2 separate regions of the Hordeum vulgare genome follow, and region 1 is linked to region 2. The links are chromatin contacts, called in public Hi-C maps. All regions are on one chromosome and are shown on one strand. Each heading gives the region's core, a stretch centred on a gene start, on an enhancer-like site or on the middle of the called end of the contact. The rest is flanking DNA. Distances are from core to core; before and after follow the strand shown. Region 1 has its middle 160 kb from the start of LOC123406926. Region 2 holds the start of LOC123406926 (probable serine/threonine-protein kinase SIS8).

Evidence for each region. A called contact is a pair of places that touch in the nucleus more often than the background predicts.
Region 1: a Hi-C map of leaf shows a contact between it and region 2, with 3 times the contacts expected there. The contact joins the enhancer-like site here to the promoter of LOC123406926 in region 2. A contact is called at or near these places in 2 of 6 Hi-C or Micro-C datasets (leaf and seedling) and 1 of 1 datasets of contacts at active chromatin or transcription factors (embryo).

The regions. Positions count from the first base shown.
Region 1 is chr7H:95,381,356-95,386,386 of MorexV3_pseudomolecules_assembly, reverse strand. No RefSeq gene overlaps it. Among protein-coding and RNA genes, the nearest start is that of LOC123406926, 160 kb to the right of the region's middle. Within about 2 kb of position 1,851, at least 3 of the 3 cell types and tissues checked have open chromatin away from gene starts, as enhancers often do. A contact at or near this core is called in leaf and seedling, where this site is marked.
Region 2 is chr7H:95,219,140-95,224,399 of MorexV3_pseudomolecules_assembly, reverse strand. LOC123406926 (probable serine/threonine-protein kinase SIS8) reads left to right here and starts at 2,185. Exons shown (of 13, transcript XM_045099942.1): 1 at 2,185-2,882; 2 at 3,611-4,048; 3 at 4,190-4,293; 4 at 4,416-5,260. The coding sequence starts at 2,382.

The sequences.
Region 1 (5,031 bases), core at 602-3,101, 160 kb before region 2:
CAAAGGCATGACGGGGGTGAGAGGTGTATCAGGAAAAGTGAGGAAAGAGATGTCCTCCACTAAAAAGGTCGAGGAAGATGAGCGTGGGTAGAAGGGACGAGACTCGTCAAAAGTCACATCCCGAGAGATACGCATCCGACGACCGATAGGATCCCAACAACGATAGCCCTTATGCTCATCACTGTAGTCTACCACCTGGACGCATTATTTTAGAACCTAGTGTGGGTTTAGTCATCTTTCAACCATTCTTTCTAATATTGGCTCCCAAAACCACATGTAACTTTATAATTTGGTATAAGACATCAATGCATATTGTTATTTTTCTTCCGATAAAATATTTGTTTCCTTTGAGCAACGAGGTAGTATGTGATAGTACGAAGTAATTTGCTACCATAAGCGACTATGCTAATGTTGGCTTCGGTTCACAACATTCACGTCGTTGGGAGCTATATTTCAAGGGTCAATCAGGAGACCCTATGGGAATGATCTTATGTAGATCTAATTCCAGAGCATACTAGATCTTACTCTTGCCATCTTATATTTATATTATTTCCTATCATTACATAAAAAATTAACGGACGCGGCAACGCGCGCCATCAATGATTTATTACATAATAAAATGAGTTATGACAATTTAAAACTACAGTCTTGTGCTAAAGCGGACCAGGGCTTCCCTTGTGCATCTTGTCAAATGTGAACCGTCTCACCAAAGAAAAGGGGGAGCACGGGCGACAAGCCTGCAAGTGCTAGGGTCTCGACCCTACCAGAACTGAAATCTGCCAAAGGTTCTTGTACTCATCCAGTCATCCGATAAGACGTCCAGCGCTGCAGCCCAGGCTCCGATCGGAACGAGACGCACCTGGCAAAGCAATGTCCTCCGACTGGGATGACCGAATTCTGTGCAAATTAGTGACAACCAGAGACGCACCAGAGAAAAGGCAGAAATTTTTGACATCCCTGTATTATTGGCCGCACAAGATACACTCCTACTATATCGTTGTGAATCTGCAAAGTGACGCAGCGATTCGCCTCCGCGCTTTTCCAGCTCACGGATGAGTACGTGTAGACAAGTAGACCAACATGCACAGCTTTGCCCACTTTGGTCACTCGCTTTGCCCGAATGGACTCGACAACAGAGACGGCGATTTTGTGCCTTCTTGCAAAGCTTATCAGTCTTAAAAACGTTTTTTATATTACAAGAAAGGAGGAAGTATCGAGCAGCGTTTTGGTGTCTAGACTCATCCGCATCTGATTAAAAAATTAATCAACAGAAATACTAGAAAAAATCAACAAAAAAATTTAGATGATAGATAATTTAATGCATGGGGTCCGTTTTAATTTTTATATCATTTGAACATCTGAGCAGCTCTCAGCAGAAAAGATAAATCAGATCAAAATAATGCATGAACAGTAATTTTGAGATATCCCAAATTTGTTTTTCTTTTTAAAAGCTACTCAGATGTTTAAATGATTTAAAAATTAAAACTTACCTCACGCATCAAATTGTCTACCACCTAAAAAAATAAAATTTATTGAATTTATTTAGCATACGTTTTGATTTTTGTATTCAGTACGGGTGCAGATGAACCCGGACTCGGGAATGGATTTTCGGAAAGTATCTCATTTCTTTCACATTGCACCGTGCATGCCTCCGGCTAAACTCAAATTGCACTCCGGATAACTGATGCTGATGGGCGATAATATTGTCATGAACGAAGAAAATGCTGGCAGTTGGCCGCGTCCATTCATTGACCGGCGAACCTTTCTGTCCCCGCCTAGAAGGATCGGTCCGGGGAGTATATTAATGGTGTTATTGCATGCCCGACGAGAATAATATATTCCCCGGCTGAATCTTGTGGTTTGTATTTATTCCGTGCTTGATTCGAGTCCACTTATTCATTCCTGTAGGTGGGACGATACGCACCCCGTGACGTGTTTGTTTAGAGTTTCTATATACTGTATTTTAGTTCCGGGCCTAGAAAATTTTGAGAATGACGGAAGCTGGCACCGCTCAGGTATGATACTGGTTGTTAGGTCATGCTAGGTGATCGAATAAAAAACAACTTGCTGGGCTACGACAGTGAAATGTGTACGTCGGCCGTTGGGAGCCCATGCTTAGAGAAGAACTACTAACTTCTTCAATTGAAAAAAACTAACTTCTTTAAGAGCATCTTTAACAGCTGTTAAAAAATGGTCCACGTGTTAAATTATTTATATTTTTGGCAACGGACAGCTATAACAGAGGCGGTAAAATTGCGCGCGATGAAATTTTTTAAACACGCGCTAAAAACGTTATCGAGCGCACTATATTTGAGGCACCGGCTTACGCGCGTTTCACAATTTACACTGCGTGTTTTTGGACACGCGTTTTTGGACATCTGCTAAATTAATGTTAGTCCCCGCATAATAAAAATGCTACAGCGGCGCACTAAAAAAATTATTGGACACGAAACTTTTGCACGGCTGTTGGAGATGCTCTAAACCCACTTTACAACTGAATACATGTACTCATCAGAAAAAAAACTAAGGCATGTATATTCTTAGCCACGTCTCTAAGCACGAAAGCAAGGTGTAGTGATCTAAAACATCTTATATTAGTTTACAAATAGCGTATTTTTGATAGTGATCTAAAACATCTTATAGTAGTTTACAGAGAGAGCATTTACAATTAAGTGGGACAAGCTCATCCCATCCTGATGCATATAGAATTATTTAACCATTCTAAAAAAAGGTTTAATATGCACAATTATATTCTCCTGTTGATATAACTCGTACATTTAGATTATTATCTTAGTTTTCAAATCGGCTAAGTTCAAACTATCCTCTTGATTTCAAAACCTGTATAAAAACCCCTTGACCCTCCCCCATCAGCCTCAGATACAACTCAGACCCTCTACTCCCCATTCGTCTACTTTGTCATCGGCTAGCTAATGTGCTGAGACCAACAGGGCAATTTTGTATGCCGCATATGTTTTGTTCCTATTGCATATGTTTATTTGCGTTGTTGCATGTTAGTCTTCCAATTTCATGAATGCTCTACATAGGAAAAAAGATTCTATTCCGAACATATCGACCTTGAAGGAGCTGGACCCTAGGCAGGGCGGAGTTAGAGAAGGACATCATGTACATACGTACACCCACTATTTTGGAAAGATATATTTTAGTGACTTGAGGTAATCTTGCTATAATTAGTTAGTACAACATTAATTTTCAACCTCTTTGTATGCCCCATAAAAGAAGGACACTGATATGTGGCGATTGTCGTCTGGAAGGTTCCCCCAACGAACAATTCATTCGTTCTGAAAGGATCGAACTAGCAAACAGAACACCCCAATCAAACTTTCGCTCTAGCGCAACCTCCCACCACCGCGCGTGCGGTTGGTCAAGAGGCCCAACTATAAAAAAATGCCATCAACAAAAAAAAGATACCCTTTTAAAAAAGGTTTCCCATTTATAAAACAAAACAATCTATACAAAAGTTGGACTACAACAAGTTCATAATTTGTTATGATGTTAAAAATACACTTCATGAAATTGAGTGTAAAAATACATAATTTTCCATGCTTTATCCTTTTCAAAAACATAAAAATTACGCGCAACAAATTGCCATGATAAATAAATAAATAATTTCTATGACATTAAAATTAAAATTACATGCTCCTAAAATAATATTGCCATATTTTTATAATAAGATTGCCATGTTACTAAAAGTAATAAAATGTCATGCTCTTAATAATAGAGTTGCCATGAACAAGTGGTACATATTCCCAAAGCTTGCCACTCGAGCATTACAAAAATACCCACAAATTGCCGTGTTTGGAAGAAAAAATGTTACATATTTGCCATCGGACCAGGGGAAAACATTTCTAATAAAATTCATATGTACAAAACAACATGATGTGTGAACATTAAAAAGTTTAAATTTTTTATTTGTCAAGTTCAAAAAAAAAAATTAAAACTCTTTTTTGAACACAGTGCATACGCACATAGACTCATCCCTATGAATGTGTACACACATCCTACACCTATAAGCATGAGCGAGCACATCATCTTGAGATTGATGAAGTCATCACAGACACCTACGTAGTCGAGGGTGTGACTTTTCCTACTAAATGCACATTGTTGGACGGCCTGAAATAAATCCGGTGAAATGTGAGCGCTACTGTGCAGTCTAGGACTTGAATCCTGATGGGTTGGAATACCATCCTTCTAATCATTCAATCATTTGTTTTTTCATAAAAAAGAAAGCTAAAAATTGCCAGGCACCTTTGTTTTTTTAAAAGTTGTCACGTACCTACAAATATATATCATTTTTGTCATCTCTATCTCTACTACTAAAGATAACGTAAGATTCCCGTTTCACTCTTCTTCCCGCCACCCCTTCGTCCAATCTTTCATGTATGTTAACCAATAACCTTAATTTACTTATCTTCAGAACCTGTTCTATTTTAACTAATTTATCAAACTTCTTATCAGAATATAAGGTAAATCACGAACAAGATTTGATAAAACATTTATTCACGCAAACCGCATTAATATGGATGTAAATCATAAACTAACATAATATAATATTTATATTCCGTTGCAACGCACGACGTTCTCCTAGTTTGGTAAAATAAATTGGAACCATCCCATATCTCGTGAGTGGAGCTTAAGGAACTAGGAGTGTGGTGGGTGCATTGTGTTTGAATAGAATGTGTTCGCGTGGTTTCCGTGTAGTACCGAACGAGTTTCAAAACTTGACATGCCAAGCAACGAGGCATCAAAATCTATGGGCACATCCACCGATAATAAATGTATTCGCTGAGAGCATCTACACTGGTTCGGTACAAATCGGGCTCCATACAAGCCAACATGAGGTAGCTGATTTCGTTTGGTTCATTAATGAGTTTCTCGTGGGCATTCTTGGTTGTGGCATTAGCATTACGGGCAGGTGCCTTTGGAAGTGAATCCTCTAGAACATGTTTCTTTTTATTGTGTTTGAAAATAATTCTCAAATTTCCATACTAGGTGGTAAAGTTTGTTCCATTC
Region 2 (5,260 bases), core at 936-3,435:
GTCTGGACAGCCATGCCGCTGCCGCGAGGGCCACCCCTTCTGCCACGTCCACCACCTCCTCCTGGGCCTGTCCCGACCCTCATCTGCGAGCTAGCATGAAGATCCTTGAAGTATAGAGCAGACGACGGATGCACCCCATCGCCGTGCTCCTTATAGACATGACCAAGGTGGCCACATACAACACACCAGTCAGGTAAGCATTCATACCTCACCCGGTAAATCTGCCTCTTAGAGTCACGGATCATAGACACAATGTTCTTTAGAGGTTAATGCACATTGATTCTCACACAAACTCTATAGAAGTTTCCTGCAAAATCCTGTGTCAGGGGTTCAGTAAAAAGGACCTCACCAACCTTCACATCAAGCGCCGGTACTAGATATGCATACACATCCGGCACATCATGGATATGCATCCAGATATTGATGAAGTCAAGGTTAACCATAGTTGGCTTGGTGATCCCATCATACGAGTCCAGTATCAGTGCATTACCCCTGAAGTTCCAGGGTCCATCGTTCATCACCCGTTCCCAATCACCAAGGCAGAAAAACTACAGGGTATAGAGATTCTCCTCCAAGGGGCGGAACTTCACCTCATGTGCAAGATCCCAAGCTGAGCGCATGTTCTTGAAAAACCAGTATTGACTATAGGGTTTAGTGATATGAACCCTACACACTGCCATCCATCTAACTGCGTCAGGTGGAGCTTCCTTTTCATCAAAACAACGACATCTAGGTCTCCTTCACAAAGCCCTAATTCTGCCATGAGTTGCTCAACCGCCGCGGCGGACGTAGATACAGACGCCTCCATCTGTTCTTTCCCCTTCGTTGCCATCATGAACCCTAGCCTGAGTTAAAAAACGACCGGGCTTGTTAAAGCTGACCCAAAACCTTCCCTCGCCACCACCGGTGTCGAACAAGACCGACTAGGGATACTAGATCCCTTCGTAGCCAGCCCGAAACAATCACCGGCGTGGTAGATCGGGGGTGGGAAGGCAAAACTCAACGACGGCGATGTAGTCGCCTTGGGAGAAAAGAAACCCTAACGAGAGGGAAACTAAGAGGAATAGTATCTCCCCCGCACAAAAGTTATACAGTAAAAATGCAAAAAATAAGGTCCTTCAAACCGATCTTTGGGGTCAGGTATACGGGATCTCTTATGTCCAGCACTGACCCGAAATTACTCTTGAACCTAGCCAGAATCTTCAATGCCAACTTGGCAGCAAGGAGCACGTGCGCGGACCCATTCCCGTCCCTAGGAAACCCAAATCGCAACGCAAACCTAGAAGAAGATTCCGCCACGCAAGCCACGCAACCAGGTCACAGACCCAAATTCCACAAGGAAACGCCTGGGGCCCACCGCCTAGTGGCTGCTCTGCGGGGCCGGCCCACCGCGGCCACCACCCCCACCCAGTTGCAGGCCAGCAGACACCCCCCACCCGCGTCAAGCTGAGCCACTGTCGATCGCGTGGAGCGCGTGGGTCCCCTGTCCTCCCAATGCCACGCGGGCCCGGGCGGGCGCACTCGGGATCCAAGGCCCCACATGGGGCGGGCGCGCGGGGTTTTCGAGGCGCAGCCGGCCAAGTTGCGCCCCTCCCTGCGCACAGCGCCGCGGCAAGTGGGACGCCAGGGCATGGGCCCGCGGTCCTGCCGTCACCAGGGCGCCGGGTCCCACGAGTCAGAGGGACCTCCGCCCACGCTGCGCCGGGTCCACCCGTGCCTTCGCTTTCCCGCTCACCTTCCTGCATGGCCCGTCCCGCAAGTTTTTCCCGTCGCTTTCCTCGGCCGCTTCCGCAGCAGTCACGGCGACGTCACGCCCGCGGACCGCGCGTCCCACTCCCTGCCGTGCGGGCTCTCACCACGTCTCGACCCCACCCGTCATCGACAGGAAGCGCGCACAGCCCTGTCCCAGCCGGCCGTGCCCCCCGTCGTCCGCACCGCACGAGAACTTTCCCTGTGACCCCAAACAAAACCTTTCTTTATTGATTGCGCACAGTGTCCACCAATCGCGCTCAAGCGCTGATTTACCAGCGATTTTTTCATAATTCAAAATGGAATTACGCTAGGAACACCCCCGTCGGCTACACAGAGAGGAAAGCCGAGTGTAGCGCGGCCGCAAGCAAGCGTGCACTGCAGCCGCCGGCCGGTGGCTGCGGAGCAAAATAATAAGCTGGGGTTAAGTTAATGCGGCTTTGGGCCGCTCGTAAGCAGCAGCAGCAGCAGGTCAATACCGCCTCCTCTCCGCTACAGGGGGAGGCCATAGCCGCTTCGTCTCCTCTGCCTGCCTGCCTGCATCCGGAGCGATGTCGGATCCGCCACCGCCCCAGCACCACCACCGCAGCAGATAGCGCCGGCGGCGGCGGCGTCGGCGGCGGGCGTGCGCGATGAAGAACTTCCTCAGGAAGCTCCACATCGGCGACTCCGCCGGCGACGGCGCCTCGTCGCCCGCGCCTCCCCTCCCGTCCTCCAAAAAGGGCGGCGGCGGCGGAGCCGGGGGCCACCACGCGTCCTCTGGAATCTCGAGCTGGCTCAGCTCCGTGGCCGGGCGCCCGCACCAGCCGCAGCCACAGCCGCCTTTGCCGGCGGCTGGGGCGGCAGTGGAGACGGGGGCGGAGGAGCTGGCGCTGGCCTCGTCGCTCGAGGAGAGGAGGGCGGAGGAGGAGGAGACGGCGAGGAGGGACGAGCGGAAGGAGGACAGGAAGAGGGAGATTGAGAAGCAGGAGAAGCGGGAGGACGAGCTGGAGGAGTACCACATGCAGCTGGCGCTGGAGATGAGCGCGCGGGAGGACCCCGAGGCGATGCAGATCGAGGTGGCCAAGCAGATCAGCCTCGGCTCCTGCCCGCTCCAGAGCTCCGCTGCCGAGGTCGTCGCCTTCCGTTACTGGGTAACTAATCACTTCCTCCTCCCTCCGTCGATCCTACACATTCGCATTGTAACTGTGATGGGATCTTACTCGTGCTCTGATCATGCAATCCGTCCGTTAGATTACCCAAGCACACCCAGTAGGTTAGTTGAAACCAGATTGTATCACACATTTCATTTGTTTGCTGAAAATACGTGCCGATCATGGTGTTGTTCTTCCGATAACTGTTCAATTCAATCGTCATCGAAGGGATGGACCGAACTGTTGCTACTGTAGTTAGGCAACTTAGCTAGATATATGATATATGTTCCCTCGCTCCACTGGTTGCTCCATAATAATGCTTGTGACTTGTGAGCAATAGCACGAGGGCGACCAGGGTCAATCGACTGAGGATTTCTTAATTCCCAGCCTAAACCGTGAACACAGAGTTCTCATCCAACTGCAAAAAAAAAAGGGGGGGGGATGTTAATGCTATTCTGATGGCTACGCTCAGTCCACTGATATAAGAAGTTCTAAGTCGATTGCATTATCAAATCCAAATGAAATAACGAGCCAACCTGCTACTTTCGAAGATATGGGCTAACAGTAATTTGTTTAGTGAACACTCAACCAACAGTCCCGGAATATCCACCATGTATCCTTTCCGTAATTAGAGGGTAGAGACTGTTAAGTGAATATTGCCCTACATTTTTGCAATTCTTACAATATTCTTACTTGCCTTATATGGTAGATTTGTTCGTGCTTCACAGAGTTTCAGTGCCCTTAGCTACGACGACAAAATATTGGATGGTTTCTATGACATTTGGGCCACCGGGGGCAAGCCCTCACTGCGAACCATACCCTCTCTGATGGAGCTGCATCAGCAACCTTTTTCTCTTGGAGCTAAAACAGAAGCTGTGTTGGTCAACAGAGCACAAGACTCCGAACTTGTAAACCTTGGGCAGAAGGCACTCATCATGGCCGTTGACTTCCGCTCTCAAACTTCACATTCTGTTGGCCGTGTTTTAATTCAGAGGCTAGCTATTTTAGTGGCAAACCACATGGGTGGGCCAGTTGTTGATCCAGAAAACGTGCTGTTGAAGCACCAGAATATGAGTAGTTCCCTGAGAGCTAGTATTAGAAGCTCCGTCATGCCTCTTGGCCGGCTCACAATTGGCCTGGCTCGTCACCGTGCGCTCCTTTTTAAGGTCAGTAACTTATTTCATTGTGGACAGCTCCTTTTTCTTAATTACAAAGTTTATCTGATGGGATATAGAATACATGAGAGTGTTAAGGTCCATCTATTTCTCAAATGCAATTCCTGATCTATTTTCTCAAATTTAACCTAGGTGTTGGCCGACAACCTTGATGTTCCTTGTCGACTAGTCAAAGGAAGGCAGTACACTGGATCAGACGATGGAGCCTTGAACATTGTGAAATTGAATGATGGAAGGTACTTATTGATTCCTTTACAGATTTTTATGTTACGCCACTTTTGCAGTGAGAAAAATGGAGAGTTGCATTACATTAATACATTGTCATGGTATTACATGTGCTACTTTCACATTTTTGCAGGGAATACATTGTCGATCTCATGTCAGATCCGGGTACTCTTATTGCTTCAGACGGTGCAGACTTGGGTAGAGAATTTGAAGAAAGTTCCTTTGCAGATAACCACCAAGGTGACAAAGATGACGGCAACACTCAGTTAGGATCTTCTGTTAGTGAACCTTCAAGTTCTGTGTGTGGTTCTTTTGAAAATGAGTCAAAAGGATCCACACCTACCAATATTGTGGATCCGTATTGTGTAATAACTAGCCAGACTCGTAACCAAGGATCTTTGCAATCAAGTTCATTGGGGGAACTATCAGCTGACTCACATGCAAGTGAAAGTTTGCCTATTATCAAGGAATCTAGAAATGCAGACCATACCTTGGCTGTGAAGAACAAAGAAAAGCCGATTGCAGCAAATAAGTCATCGTCAAGTTCACCTTCGTCTTCTGAGGTGGGTAGCTCTCCAGCTGTAAGGAGGACGAAGGTGAAAGATGTCTCAGAGTATATGATTAGTGCTGCAAAAGACAACCCCCAGTTAGCTGAGAAGATCCATGCTGTATTACTAGAAAATGGAGTTGTGCCACCACCTGATTTGTTTTCAGAAGAATCCAGGGAACGACCAAAAGACCTAATTGTGTATGACACATCTCTGTTTCAAACGAAAGGTGAAATGATAAAGCGGATGAATGAGCTTGAATCCACATCACATGATGAAAGTGATCATGGTCCTTTGTTGCCACCTCATCCTGGATATGAATACCAAACAAAGGCTGTTCCTTATCGTCCTAAACCTGTCCAAGGAATGGGTATTTATCACCCCTCAAATTTCCACGATAACATTAATCCATCTTTACCTCTGTATGAAT